Regions from separate parts of the Gossypium hirsutum genome. Here region 2 is linked to region 1. A link is a contact called in public Hi-C data. All regions are on one chromosome and are shown on one strand. The core of a region is the stretch at or near the end of the contact, and the rest is flanking DNA. Distances in the headings are between cores, read along the strand shown. Region 1 has its middle 38 kb from the start of LOC107896791. Region 2 holds the start of LOC107896788 (transcription factor bHLH153).

Evidence for each region. A called contact is a pair of places that touch in the nucleus more often than the background predicts.
Region 2: a contact with region 1 is called in a Hi-C map of leaf, with 2.8 times the contacts expected there. The contact joins the promoter of LOC107896788 here to the enhancer-like site in region 1. A contact is called at or near these places in 13 of 34 Hi-C or Micro-C datasets (callus, fibers, hypocotyl and 2 more).

Annotation. Positions count from the first base shown.
Region 1 is chrA10:81,443,288-81,450,457 of Gossypium_hirsutum_v2.1, reverse strand. No RefSeq gene overlaps it. Among protein-coding and RNA genes, the nearest start is that of LOC107896791, 38 kb to the right of the region's middle. Within about 2 kb of position 1,852, at least 9 of the 9 cell types and tissues checked have an H3K27ac peak or open chromatin away from gene starts, as enhancers often do. A contact at or near this core is called in fibers, hypocotyl and leaf, where this site is marked.
Region 2 is chrA10:81,671,089-81,677,877 of Gossypium_hirsutum_v2.1, reverse strand. It overlaps LOC107896788 (transcription factor bHLH153), which reads right to left and starts at 1,706. Exons shown (of 5, transcript XM_041078882.1): 1 at 1,201-1,706. The coding sequence starts at 1,220.

The DNA.
Region 1 (7,170 bases), core at 603-3,102:
GAACTTACCTCGACAAATGTTCGTGTACGTAAAATCTACTAATCCGAAATTTTCCTCTTTTCCTCATTCTAGCTCCGAATTTGGTCTGTCCAGATCTATATGAGTAAATTTAACATCAAATTCAAACATCTTATATTCATTTGGAATCAATTTACATCCTCGATAAAATTACTATTTTGCCCCTAACTTTTCCATAAATTCCAGTTGTCCCTAGGCTCGGAAAATGAAATTTGTGCAATTTACTCCCTATTCCAAGCCTAACCGAAATTTCAATGTAGAATTTACAGCACATATTTTCTATAAAATTTAGAATTTTTTCTTTAATTTTCACAACTTTACATTTTAGTACCTAAACCATATTTTCATCAAAAATCACTTTGTAAAAATTATTTATCTATCAACAACCTTTCATTTTCTACCATAAATTTTAAATTTTTAGCATATTCATTCATAACCTGATTTCCATAAAATGTAGAATTTACAGCACATATTTTCTATCAAATTTAGAATTTTTCTTCAATTTTCACAACTTTACATTTTAGTACCTAAATCATGTTTTCATCAAAAATCACTTTGTAAAAGTTGTTTATCTATCAACAACTTTTCGTTTTCTACCATAAATTTTAAATTTTCAGCATATTCATCTATAACCTAATTTCCATACTTTGATAACTTTTCAAATTAATCCCCCAAATAGATAGATTAAGCTATCCCGATTTCAAAAATATCAAAATTACTAAAAACAGGACAAGAAAACTTACCCAATTTGGCCAAGAAAATTTCTTCTCTCTCTCCTAGGGTTTCCATGGAATATTTTGAGGAAGAAGATGATAAAAATGATTTTTATTTCTATTTAATTAATTTATCATCTTTAATAATTTTGATTTCTGATTTAGTCCTTAGCCTTTTTCTAATTTTCCATGGATGAATCATCCAAAAATATCTACTAACTTTTTATTAATGGCCTAATTACCATATAAGGACCTCAAGTTTCAAATTCCATAGCTATTTAATCTTCTAGCCACTAGAATTCAACTTTTGCATTTTATGCGATTTGGTCTTTCCCGTAATTAAGAACATTATCGGTAAAATTTTCTTATCAAAATTTTCACATAACATTTCTAACATAATATGGACCATGTAATAAAATAAAAATAAATTTTATTTTCGACTCGAATTTGTGATTCCGAAAGCATTATTCTGATTTCACTAAAATAGGTTGTTACAAACATCAGGGTCAGCACTATGAAAGGTGGTAACAGACTGAGCCAACCTGCCATAGAGTCACTCAAAGAAAATTTGGAAGAATTTTTAATTTAATATTATTCCCTTTCTCATGAGGGATTTTATTAATTTTCCTAGTGGCCTGAAAACTCCCTTCTTTACCCTCAATTATTTTCCCCGTATTCCAAGTCTTGCTAGCACCAGAATTTTGCAGTGGGGCCTTTTCCAAATTGACACCATCAGGTGATCCTTTTTCTTTAAAAGAAACAACAATATGCTCAGTGGGACTTAAGTCATCAGAATAATTGATAACCTGCACTTCAATCGACTTTGGCACCGAAGAAGCAGGTTTGGGAGTCAAAGCAGAATCCACATTTAAATTCGCCCCCTGGTCAACAAAAATAGGATTAGGACACGAAATATTAATGGGTGTTGAATTAAAATTAGAAGAATGTGTTTTATAAAAAACATTTCCATCCGTAGTCTTAAGAACAGAAACAGATGAGGACTTAGAAGAACTCCCTAGGTCTGTCGAAATATGGCTTGCGTTTGTGCAGATTGGGCCCACTCTATTAATGGCTTGGGACAGATTAATTCTGTTAGGATCGTTTATTTGCTTGCTAAAAGATGGATCTTCAGCTCCAATAACTGAAACCCCCACATCAGAAGACCAGCCCACTGACCCATTAACTCCTTGGTCAGCCAAAGGTAAATTAATAGACTCAACACCCCAAATTATCTCCTCCAAGCCGCATACTATTATTAAAATTAGGGCTACCCCGATATTTATGTCTTTGTTCTTCAACAAAATCTCCAGCCTTCAATCTCCCCTGAAAAGCGGCCAACTCTCCCTCAGCTCCCTTATTATGCTCTTTTTCCAAATCCTCCAAACCTTCCATATTAGCCGAAGCACCAAAATGGGAACCCAATTTGCCTTTTCCCTTAATATCCGCTCTAATTAGAATATCACTCCGAGGGTTTTGCTGATTTTTCCTCTCAACCACCATCCATGGTCTGTAATCCAAGAATTTTCCTCTTTTCCTCGTCTCCGTCGAAGTACCATTCTCCTGCTCCTTCTCTAGGCCAGAATCTGATTGCATCAAAGCACATAATTCCTTGGTATGGCCGTACTTCCCGCAAGAGAAGCAAATGGTCGGCAACGCTTCATATTAGACTCTCTGATTTCTGCCGTTCACGAGGGCTCGAGCAATCAAATGCTTGTCCAAGTTGATGCAGACAGCCATCCTGGCGAACCGGCCTCTAATCCTGCTATCGGTATTGAAATCCAACCGAACTAATTTCCTAATCGTACCTCCAATTTCTTCAATAATTTTCTTCTTGTATAAAAAACCTGGAAGACCTGGTAACCTTATCCATGCCAACACCATGCTCGGGTAAGGTTGTAAGGGGCTGAAATTTTTTGTCTAGGCTTGAACTATCAAATATTGACCATAAATCAGCCAAGGCCCTTGCGATAATACTTTAGTATAATCATCCGTGGATTGAAATTTAGCCAGATAATATCCATTCTAAATGTCTATGAGATGGAATGGCTTGGTAGGATTTCAAAGGCTACTAATTTGATTATTAAGGGCCCCGTACCCTATGTTTCTTCCAAGTAGTTTAATGACTACCGTGAGTTACATTTGTTGGAACAGTATTTTTTGAATCCTTTATGAGAAATCAATGTCAGGAATTCCTTTGACGATAGATCTGTGGATGTCTCATTCTATAAATTCAAGATCATCATCAGCATCGACACTAGGAGAACCCAACTCTTCTTTATCAATCGCTTCAGGATTAATCCCAGAAGTTTATCCTTCCAGGATATCTTTGGACTCGATCCAGATTCAACCATCACGTCAGTATCTTCCTCACCATTTCCTTCTTTAAAACAGCCTTTCTTTGTATTATGGTCCACATCCGCCCGAGACCCATCACCATCATCTATTACCAGACGAGAAGAATTGTTGCCAGAGTTCAGAGAGAATTATTCCATTTTACTCATGTTCTGAGCCCAATGTTTTTTCAATACAATTCCTATTATTTCCAATACCCCATAAATTAAAACAATACCCATCAAATCAGTTCGATCAAAATTTATAACCGTACCATTAAAATCAATTTCAGTTCATGTAAAATAAAATCAGACATTATTCTAAAATTCTACTGTAAACAAGCTTAAGAAACAATAAATAAATAAATAATACTTAATGAACCAAAAAAAATATTACCGAAAAGAAAATTAGAATTGCAAATCGCAATCTATTTCTGAATCCAAAACCAAATAAAAAAAATAGCAGCTCAAGCCACTAAATCTAAATAATCATAGAAGATAATTATAAATCAAATCAAATTTTTTAACCATAATGGATGAATAATAATTCACAAAAGACAAAATCAATAATTGAAAGTAGAAATTTCGTGGGTTTGGTCAACAATAATTTCAATTTCAAAGGAAAACTTAAAGTTTCGACGTATCAACCCTATATTTTGTGAAATTTCTATTTTAAACCTTAAAGCTTTTAACATAAATCTAAAAGATTTAATGTGTATAAGTGTTTTATATCAAATCCATAAAACTTGAAGAATGAATTAATCTATATATAATAAAAAATAATTTATTCTTAATTATTCAACATGATAAGGCTTGGATGCCACTTGTTAGAACCGTTAAAACAAAGTTTGATATAAACTTAAACCTATAAACCAAGATTTATCATGTCAAATCATCAAGAACAAATCAAGAACAAATGTAGATGCGAAAGCATACCTGAATTCATCGATTTTTTCAAATCTACTGATCTTGGGGTTTTGATCTTCCAAATTAGCACACAAGAAATTTAGAAAATGCGGCTCTCTCTTTTCTGAAGATGGGATATTAGAAAAGTTATCTTATGTGTAATTTGGGGACCATAACTTTAATATATAACTTTTGCACATTAACCTAATTTTTAATCAGCTCATCATTAATTAGAAATTAGTTACTAGAGTATCTACATATATTTAGTCCATATTTTATTTAATAACTAAAGCCCAATAAACCTTAACCAAATTAGTTCACTTTTAAATTAGGCTAATATTTTATGATAATAAATAATAACATGTAATTACCTTTATTATATATGTGATGTCTATATTTTCCAACACGAGTGTTTCACCTTGACGGTGTTTTGGTTGTTGTTTGCATGTACCGACTTGTTCTTATGGAGGTTTCCTTTAATAAAATTTATCTTCTAGCCGAGCAAAAAAGGTTTTCTTTTTTATCAGTTTGTAATTCTTTTTAACTACATTATTTAGGGGCCCTGTGGATGGACGTTTACTTTCGGTGTGGTGCGTTTAGCCTCTATTTTTTTTCACGTTATAGTATCGCTATAATTTCTAATCTCACCGCTACTGCTATCTTTACACTAACTATAGATAAACACATTGTCCATTCAAAGAGACGTTTTTAACTAGTCGAAATTTAAGAATTTCTAAGTAAATTAAAACCTTAAAAGAATAAATGTAACAATGTATATTAAACATTATTATAAAAAAAATTAATTAAAGAGTTGAAAAATATACACAAATATATCATTGGTCTGAATTTGCAATTTGAAGCATTCAAGGTGCAATGAACACAATTGTTTTAGGTATGGAAACTGTAATTTAAAATTTTAGAAATATATTAATGGAAATCCACAGTCAATTAGATTGTGACAGATGTCACACATTTAACTATACTAGGACTAAATATTGCCATATTTGTGTTAATATATATAATTAATCATAAATTTGCATTATAGAATTATGTTATTATTTTTGTATATTTAGTACTAGTTAATTATGTGACTGTGAATTTAAAATTACTTTTTATTTGAATTTATATTTTTAACTAAAAAAACTTATTAAATTTATGTTTTAGTTGACTCCAATATTAGAAAATAATACTATTTAAAATAGATTTGATTAATAATAAGATGTAACGTGAATGATAAATAGTTCAAGACTTGGATATCACCAAAAAAAATTGCAGATAACTTAAATCATCATCTTAATTAAAACAATTTGTCGATAATGAAATGTATTTTATAAAGTATATTTAAAATTCTCTATTTTGTCAAATGATTTAAATTTATTATTATTTTTTAATCAAAATAAATTTATCATTATTTACATTTGTGTTTCTGAATATTACATAGATTACAAATAAATTAGGATATTTAATAAATATAATGACTTTTTCAAATTTATTTTTATCTTTTCTTCAAGAGAGTGAAAATGGGTGGTAGCAACCAAATCTGAACTGTTTTTATGTATCAATAATATAAAATTTAATACCATATTATAATTATTAAATTTTCGCGTGCCAAATTTTAAATAGTAAAAGTTAATATTCATAAGGATGAATTCAACAATATTTTCCTAATTGCAAGTTGTCACCAATGAGATATTAATTAAAAATATAAATTAAAAAAAGTGGTTAGAAAGAAAAAGACAAAAAGGAGTTAGATAAGGAAAGGAAAAAGACAAGAAGCAGGTAGTTAGATGAATAAATAAAAAATGATCATATGTGTATGTCGTCCTATTCGCGTACTAGTGTTATAAAAAGATCGACTCCTTGAATAATGGAACAGACAACTTTATAGAAATCTTCCCTTGTGGTATAATGTGGTCGATATCGAAATATTTATTACTGTCTGCTGTGGTAGTTTGTCTCTTAGCTTGCTTCCGATTATATTAACAACTCTCTAGCTTGAACATATCTACACTCATCCACCACCAAGTCAAGGCGCCAGCTCCGCCACCCACGATAAGTTTCTACAAACTTAGTCCCCAATAGCCACCGTTGCATGTAATGGAACGTATACTTGCAAAATTTCTATTCCTTCTGACTTCACAATTCACGGTATATAGCCTCAAGATGGTAATGACGAAGCAATACCTTCTTACAATAAAAATAATCCTTGTACCCCAAAGATAACCCACTCCTCCCAATGATCTCCCAGTAAGCTCATCATCAATTTAATTTCGTTTATTTGAATGAATGAGTTTGTCAGGTCTCTAATAAAATCTTTTGTTGTTTAAAAGAATATATTACGTCCAATTCTAGGAGACTTAACATTACTATGGCCAAACTTGATTAATGGTCATAACTTGGTTGCAAACTACAAATTTTGGAAACATGAATGGACAAAGCATGGAACCTGCTCTGATTACCCTGACGATCCCCTTACGTACTACAACTCTGCCTTGGATCTCCGGCATGGCTTAATTACAAGTATATCTTGATTATACTTTGTTGTTAGCTCATATATTGAATTTTTTTATATTGGTATTAAACTAAATCTTTATTATTCAGTTTATTTTAAGTGTTGAATTTTATTTTTTGTATAACCTGATTAGATTAAATGTTAATCTTTTAAAAATCAAATAACAAAAAATGATTCATATTGTAATATATCCTGTCTCTATTTTGCTTTTTTTTTTTTTTGCTCAGTAAGGCAATTACAAAATTGCAACTGCCGTAACATCAGACAAAAGCAAATATTACCCTTGACAAACAACCCACACCCAAAAACAAAACCACCCACCTACAAAAACCACAAAACACCACAGACCTGACCTTTTTAAACGCTGCTACTCATAAAATACAATAATAAAAACCTGCATCAAAACCACATAATACATCCATAACATCAACCACACACTTGAACAAACATAATAATCTCAGACAAACTTACCGCCAAGCCTTAAACATACTAGGTTTACTCATTCTAGCCGATGCTAATGACTCTGCCATTTCATTTCCATTCACCTCAGCAATTAAAAATGAAAGCTTTCCCACACAGGCAATCCTCAGATCTACAAATAAAACTTGATGCGACCAAAGTCTCCTTAATTTCTCCAAAATCCAATTATAAACCACACTTGAACCCATCTCAATTATCAAAGAACTAGACC
Region 2 (6,789 bases), core at 457-2,956, 230 kb before region 1:
TCATTGAAGATATTACAGACAGTAAGTTAACTAGACTTAAAGACCGCGATTATCTAACAACATTCATCACAAAAGTAAACGATCATCTAATCAACAATTGTGTTCTTTGAAATCATCTACATTCAACTATTTTAACACGGAATCATCCATATATAAAGCAAACCTAAATGCAATAAAACCCTCGAAATATATGAAAATCTCGAAAAAAAAAAGATTTCAATATATCCGTATCTGGGCACTCATAGTCTAAACACTCATAGTGGACTATTAAATTTTAGTCAGAGAAGAATCCATGGTAGGATATATCCAATTTGAAGAATAACAATGAACTTAAATTTCATTCTCAGTACATAATTAAAAAAAAAAACAAATTTCATATAATTTACATCAGACACCCTTACATTATTTGAATACTGGGGAAAAAAATTTTCCTTTCTTTGGTCAGAGGATAATCATGCATTTATATGTCAATAGAAACAAAATTTTATAAACATCTCATCCATTAATTTAATCATAACATAATTTAAAACAATAATTATGTATTAACTGTCGGTTTACAAACAGACAATAGTTGCATGAATCAATGAAAAAAAAGCAAATAAAATTGGGAAAAATACAAAAAATGTTAATTAAATAATTCATGGAATAAGTCAAAAACAGAAGCAATATGTCACAGACAAAAACTTACAAACGAACCAGTGACATCATTTGATTCCATACACGACAATCAAACGGTGGAAAAAGCATCAAGCTTCAGTTAAGTAGTCATAGTATAAATAAATAGAAACCCCTGATTATCTAAAGAATGATTTTTTGTGGGACCAGTTTATGGAAAAATTTCCCATGCATGGATGAACCATAAATAAATCCAATTTGCATTTTGAATTGATAACTTAATGATACCAATCAAACATTATGCCACTTAAAAGAACTATGATTAAACAAATAATTTTCAAGGTAACATTCAAGTATACTACAAATGATACAAAGAAATAGTATGCTTACACTCAAAAGCAAGAACTCCAATTTCATGAAAAAACAGAGTAGTATTAAATACAAAAAAGAAAAACCCCAAAATAAGATAGCTAATAGCTAATGTATGTATGTATGTATGCAATACATATCGTATATATTGAATTAACACTACAAACAAAGCTGCTTTAAAGCAAAATAACTAGGATAGGATTTGAGCAAACTCACCAAGAACATAAAGTTTGCATTGGCCAAAGAGCTAAAAGCAAAAATCTCAAGCCTTGTACTATAACTTGAAAACTTTCAATACCCAAATTCAACAAGGGAAAAATTCCCCAAAGTAAAAAGCTTTCTGCTTCAGTGTTTTCACTTTCTTCAACCAAACTATCAACACCCCAAAGTCCGAAAGCCAGCTCTTTTCTTTTTCTTTGTCCTTTTTTTTTTCCTACTTTTCTTCAACAAAACATTAAAAAGAACAGCAATCTTCTTTGTGGGACTAAAAAGACTGGACCTTTATTGCCAAAAACATGTCAGTTTGTTTACATCTAAACAAGGTGAAAACTTTAAGGAACAATCAAAATCCTTTTAGTTCAAAATCTGCAAATTTTAAACCTAAACACTGGTGAAGGCTTAAAGAAAGTGAGGAAGAGTGGAAGAAATGGGGTTTGTCAGTGAGAGTTAAGTACGTTTTTATAAGGTTTTGGGAGGGGAATGAATAAAAAATAAAAATGAATAATTTGTTCATTGTTTTCTTATTTGACAGCTAATATCCAACCATGCAAAGTGACACAGCACCATACATAGATAAGAAGAGTAGTTGATTTAACCTTAGATTTATTGTCCAATTTTTTAATTTAATTATTTTATTTGCTAATCAGGTTGAAAGTGACTTATGAAATCTCTCCACTTTTTCCTTCCTCTGTCTCTTGTCAAACTTAGCTGGCCTGCCTTTTCATCATTTCTTCTTTGTTTAATCACCAATATAATCTCAATAATTGATATAATATAATATCACATATTCACCAAATAAATTTTACCATTTCATTTTTTATTATACCTAATTACGTCCAAACAAGGTAATACCAAAAACATTTGGCCTTCCACCATTTTTCCTTTTTTTGTAATTTACGAAAGTAAAACTTCTATTAAATCATTTTTTAACATACAAGGAAAATTATATAAAACAAAAAACAGACGAGATAAACATCGGCAAAATTAGAAAATTATTTTTAGGTCAAAATTAATTTGTATATTTTTATAATGATAAAAATATAATTTAGTTATTTTAATAGTTCATATTTTTATAATTTTTTAAAGATTAAATTAATTTTTATCAGTTTTAGAGGTTAAAATATAATTTTATTATTAATTTAAATTTTTAGGCTTAAATAAAAAATAATAATTTTGCCAGCCCCTCACTCCATTAGAGACAAATACATTATGATTTAAATGATAAAATTAAGAAGGAACAAAAATTTTATCCAATAATTGAGTGAATCAAACTAAATATATGCATATTGTGTTAAATTAAATACTTTTATAAAAAGAAAAAGAAAAATATACATATACGTGTTGCGTTTTTAAATTCGACGGTATATCCTTGTCAGAGCAGTTTCCATATTCAGGTGGGCGGTTTTCCTGAGAAGGTGGGTCCCACTCCTCGTTTGGCTATTCCTCTCTGTCACGCTCCAATCAAACTCGCCTTATTCTCAAATCTTCTAATGTGGATTATCCACACGCGGCAGTCATACATCAAGAGCGTGGTGTTCACGATCCTGAAGTGAAACATGGGGAGAGAAAATGTTGAGGGGGTGGGGTAAGTAGGGCCCAGCATGCAGTTCGACCGTGCGCAAAAAAGTCTACGAGGATTTGGTCTAAAGGGGGATATGGGTGGGACCCACACGGTTTCGACTTTTGTCTGTTAACGAAGTTTGAATAAAGTTTAGTATTTTTTTTTTTTGAGAGCAAGTTTAGATATTTCATGCGCGATAAGTGGTTTATTTATTTATTTATTTTAACAAATTTATTATAGGTTGTAATTATATATATTTTTTGATATAATATTTAAAATTACTTATAATTTTTCTTTAATTTATAAATAAGAGGATAATGCTATTCAATACACTCAAATTTATGTCTTCTTATATTGATAACAATACTTATACTAATCAATTAAACACTCAATTATCAAGCTATTATTATTTTTTACTCTTACGGTATTCAAAATGAGTTATATTTCTTTTTATAGTTGCTAAGTTAATAGAGAAAATCACAAAAGCAATATTTTTAAATTTTTTTTAATTAAGTACCCTAAATATTTGTGGCTAAAATTGTCTATTAGTAAAAACTAATTACAGAATTTGGGAAAAATAATTTTTCATTCAAAATATATAATAGGGAAAGTTATGATCTACAGTGTTGATAACCTTAAATAAATATATGTAACTTTTTATTTTTTAAGTATTCCATGGTTGATTTTATTAAAATAAGATGTATGTAAAATTTGATATCTATCATATTGATGAAGAATAATGTATTTTTTAATATATATTTAGGATTATAGTTCTATACAATGTTAATAAAATAAAATAAAATAAATTCACAAATGAATTTAAGTTGATGTCATTCATTTTTTAAGGTGTAATAAAATTATAATTAAATAATTAAAAATAACATTTGGTATCATCTTAGACCTACTTGTAAAGTTTTTGCTCCACTAGTAGTGGACAGAATAATTACTCTTATATTTAAGGGTGAGTATTTAGTACATTAGAAATGAATTTTTTTTATTTCATTAGCAGTTTTAAAAAATTAGACATGTGTCTCTTTTTGAAAAATATTTATTTTTTAATATTTTACTATACATTTATAGAACATTTGTTAACTCCTAACTTGGCTTGTAAAGTCTAAAAACTCCTCTAACATGTACTAAATATTTTATCATATTTAAGGGTTAGTATTTAGTACACTGGCAGTGTACTTTTTTTTATTTCACAAGCAATCTTAAAAAATTGTTATGTGTCTTTTTTTAATATTTTATTGTATCCTTACATGTCACTTGTTAACCTCTTAACTCTACTTGTAAAGTTTAAAAACTCCACTAGTAGTGTACCAAATATTATTCATATATTTAATGGTCAAAAGTTGTTTACATCGAACAAGTAGTTGGATATTTACAATTTCTTTCAAACGTAATGTTTCATGGTTTATATGAATAGAATATGAAATATAATAGTTTGATTATTATGTGGTAATTATTTGATACACCGTCAATAAAGTTTTTTTAGATTCAACAACCCATGGTTTATAATATTGTTTTCACCCTAATCATGGATGTGTATCATATGTTTTTTTTTCTTTTGAGAGTATATTATTTTGTGGATAATTATTTCGTGCATTATCATTCGAGTTAAAATATTTCACAAATAGTACTAAAAACTTTTAAAAATGTCTTTAAATTAAAATAATATTTAATATACTGTCACTGAAATTTTTAGACTCCACAATTAAAATTAAGGATTGATAAGTTATTCTATAAAGATGTGATAAAATATTAAATTGATAAGTTATTCTATAAAGGTGTGATAAAATATTAAAAAAACATTATAATATTTTAAAGTAATTTATAAAATAAAAAATTTACACGATGAATGAAGCAAATATTAATATCTTTAAATTACATTAAAACTTAAAAAAACTAATAAATAAATGATAAATAATATCTTCTTGAACTTGCATATAAAGTTTTTTTAATTCTATACTAATGTCGTAATAATAATTTTATTTTTATACCTAAAAACTAGCGCAGCAAAAGGGATAGGGCCTTGCCCATTGTTAAATGGGAAACTTGCTTTATAGCCCCTTCATAAAATTAAAAAATTCAATTTAATTCTTTTTAACATTTGATTAAATAAAAATATTATAAATTTAACTTTTTTTTAGTTTATTAATTTAATTTAAATCATTTCTAATATAATTTTTAACTGTGCACCATAAATTTTATAATTTTATTTCGATCCTTCTAAACAAATTTTTTGATTTTGTCCTTGTTTCAAATGTTATTGTTTTGATAGTTTTTTTTTTCTTTTTGAGGTTTGATTCAATGGGTTTGAGCGAAGATAATCAGTATTATACCGGTAAACGTACCAGTTTTCTATTTATACAGGTATGTATCGATATTAATCTATTTTGGTATATCGTTTTAAGTTTATCGCTATTTAAAAAGATATTTAATATATATATATAAAGTATTTACAAATATTAAATAATAAGATTAAATAAATCTCAAATATAAAATACTAATAAAAGATAAAGTTTCGGTTGAAATAGTAAATAAAATATCCTAAAAATGTTAGTGGCATGGGTTCAAATCTCATCATATGTAATATTTTAAGATATCAAAGAAAAACTCATTTGTTATATAAAATATTTTTCAAAAATATAATTCATCATTAAACAAACTTAAGATAAAGAAGCAAAAAAAATTCCATAAATTAAACAAAAAGATCATTCCATACCATATAAAACAATTCATAATTTTTTTTTAATTCATAATTCAATAAATTCAAAATTCAAAATATATATTTTAAATTTATTTTTTTAGAAATGAATAATAAAAATTTAAATTTAAATAAAAATATATTTTAAAATTAATTTTTTTAGTATTGAATCACCATGTTCTGAAACAAGCGAAAACAATCGGTACATACCGGTACGATTAGCACCAACCAAAATTTGTAACAGAACGAAACTTAAGTTTTGTTGTTCTGATTTACTATTGGAATAGAGTGTTCTGACTAATACAATATCGACTACCATGGTTTGGGTGGTGAGTAAATGCGTTAGTGGGTTGGGAATTTTTTTTTTTTTTTTTGTGTGTGTTTATCAAGTTGAAAATATGTGTCAAATTGAAAAGATCTCTGGAGTTTTTATTTTTAATATTTATTTCCCTTTTTTTCATGTCGGGTTCTTGGACAGAAAGCGTGAATATCATTATTTATTATCTTTACTTGTTTACTTTTAAAATATTGTAATGATTTTTTTTTGAAAAAGGATTAAATTGTTGAATTATAAAATTAAGAGAGATTAAACAGGTCTTTTTACCTTAAAAATTACCAGGTCTCTACTATTTTCAGCTTCTGGAAGCTAGATATAAATAATATAAGTTGGTTACCTTAAAAGCTTCATTCCATTTGAACCAACCCTCAAATTCCAAAACAGGGGCCTATATATTGTGGGTCACCTCTAGGTGTGTTTGTGTGTGCTTTTTCAATTTAAAATGTTTGAATAAAATTTCATATCCCATATTTGATTTTGTTTATTTTCAGGTTACAAAAGTAGATGTTGAATTATATAGCTAGTAAATACTTTATAAATTCCACAATTATAACAAATGCATGTGTGTGACATAATGATGATTCATTTTTTGAGTGAAAATTTTTGAATTTTTCAAATTCACCAATCTCAATTTCTTCACTCAAATTTTATTTAAAATTTCAATTCAATTCATATTGGGACTCTACCTAAATTTTCCGGCTAAATTACCATTTTTTTTAGATTTTTTTTAATTTAAAGAAATAAGTTATTTTTTAAGAGAGAATGTGAAAGCGCTTTCCACTAATGGTCATTTTTTTTAACGTTAGCAACAGTAAAATTTTTAAAGGGCCTTAACGGTAGTTTTTTCCTATAAATACTAGGTCATTTTTTATTTTTAACTCAAATTTTACTCTCTTAATTCTTTCTAAAGCTCTCTCAAGTTTTGTTCCAAATTTCCCGATACGCTTGTTTAAAAATATAGTAGATTTATTTAATTATTTC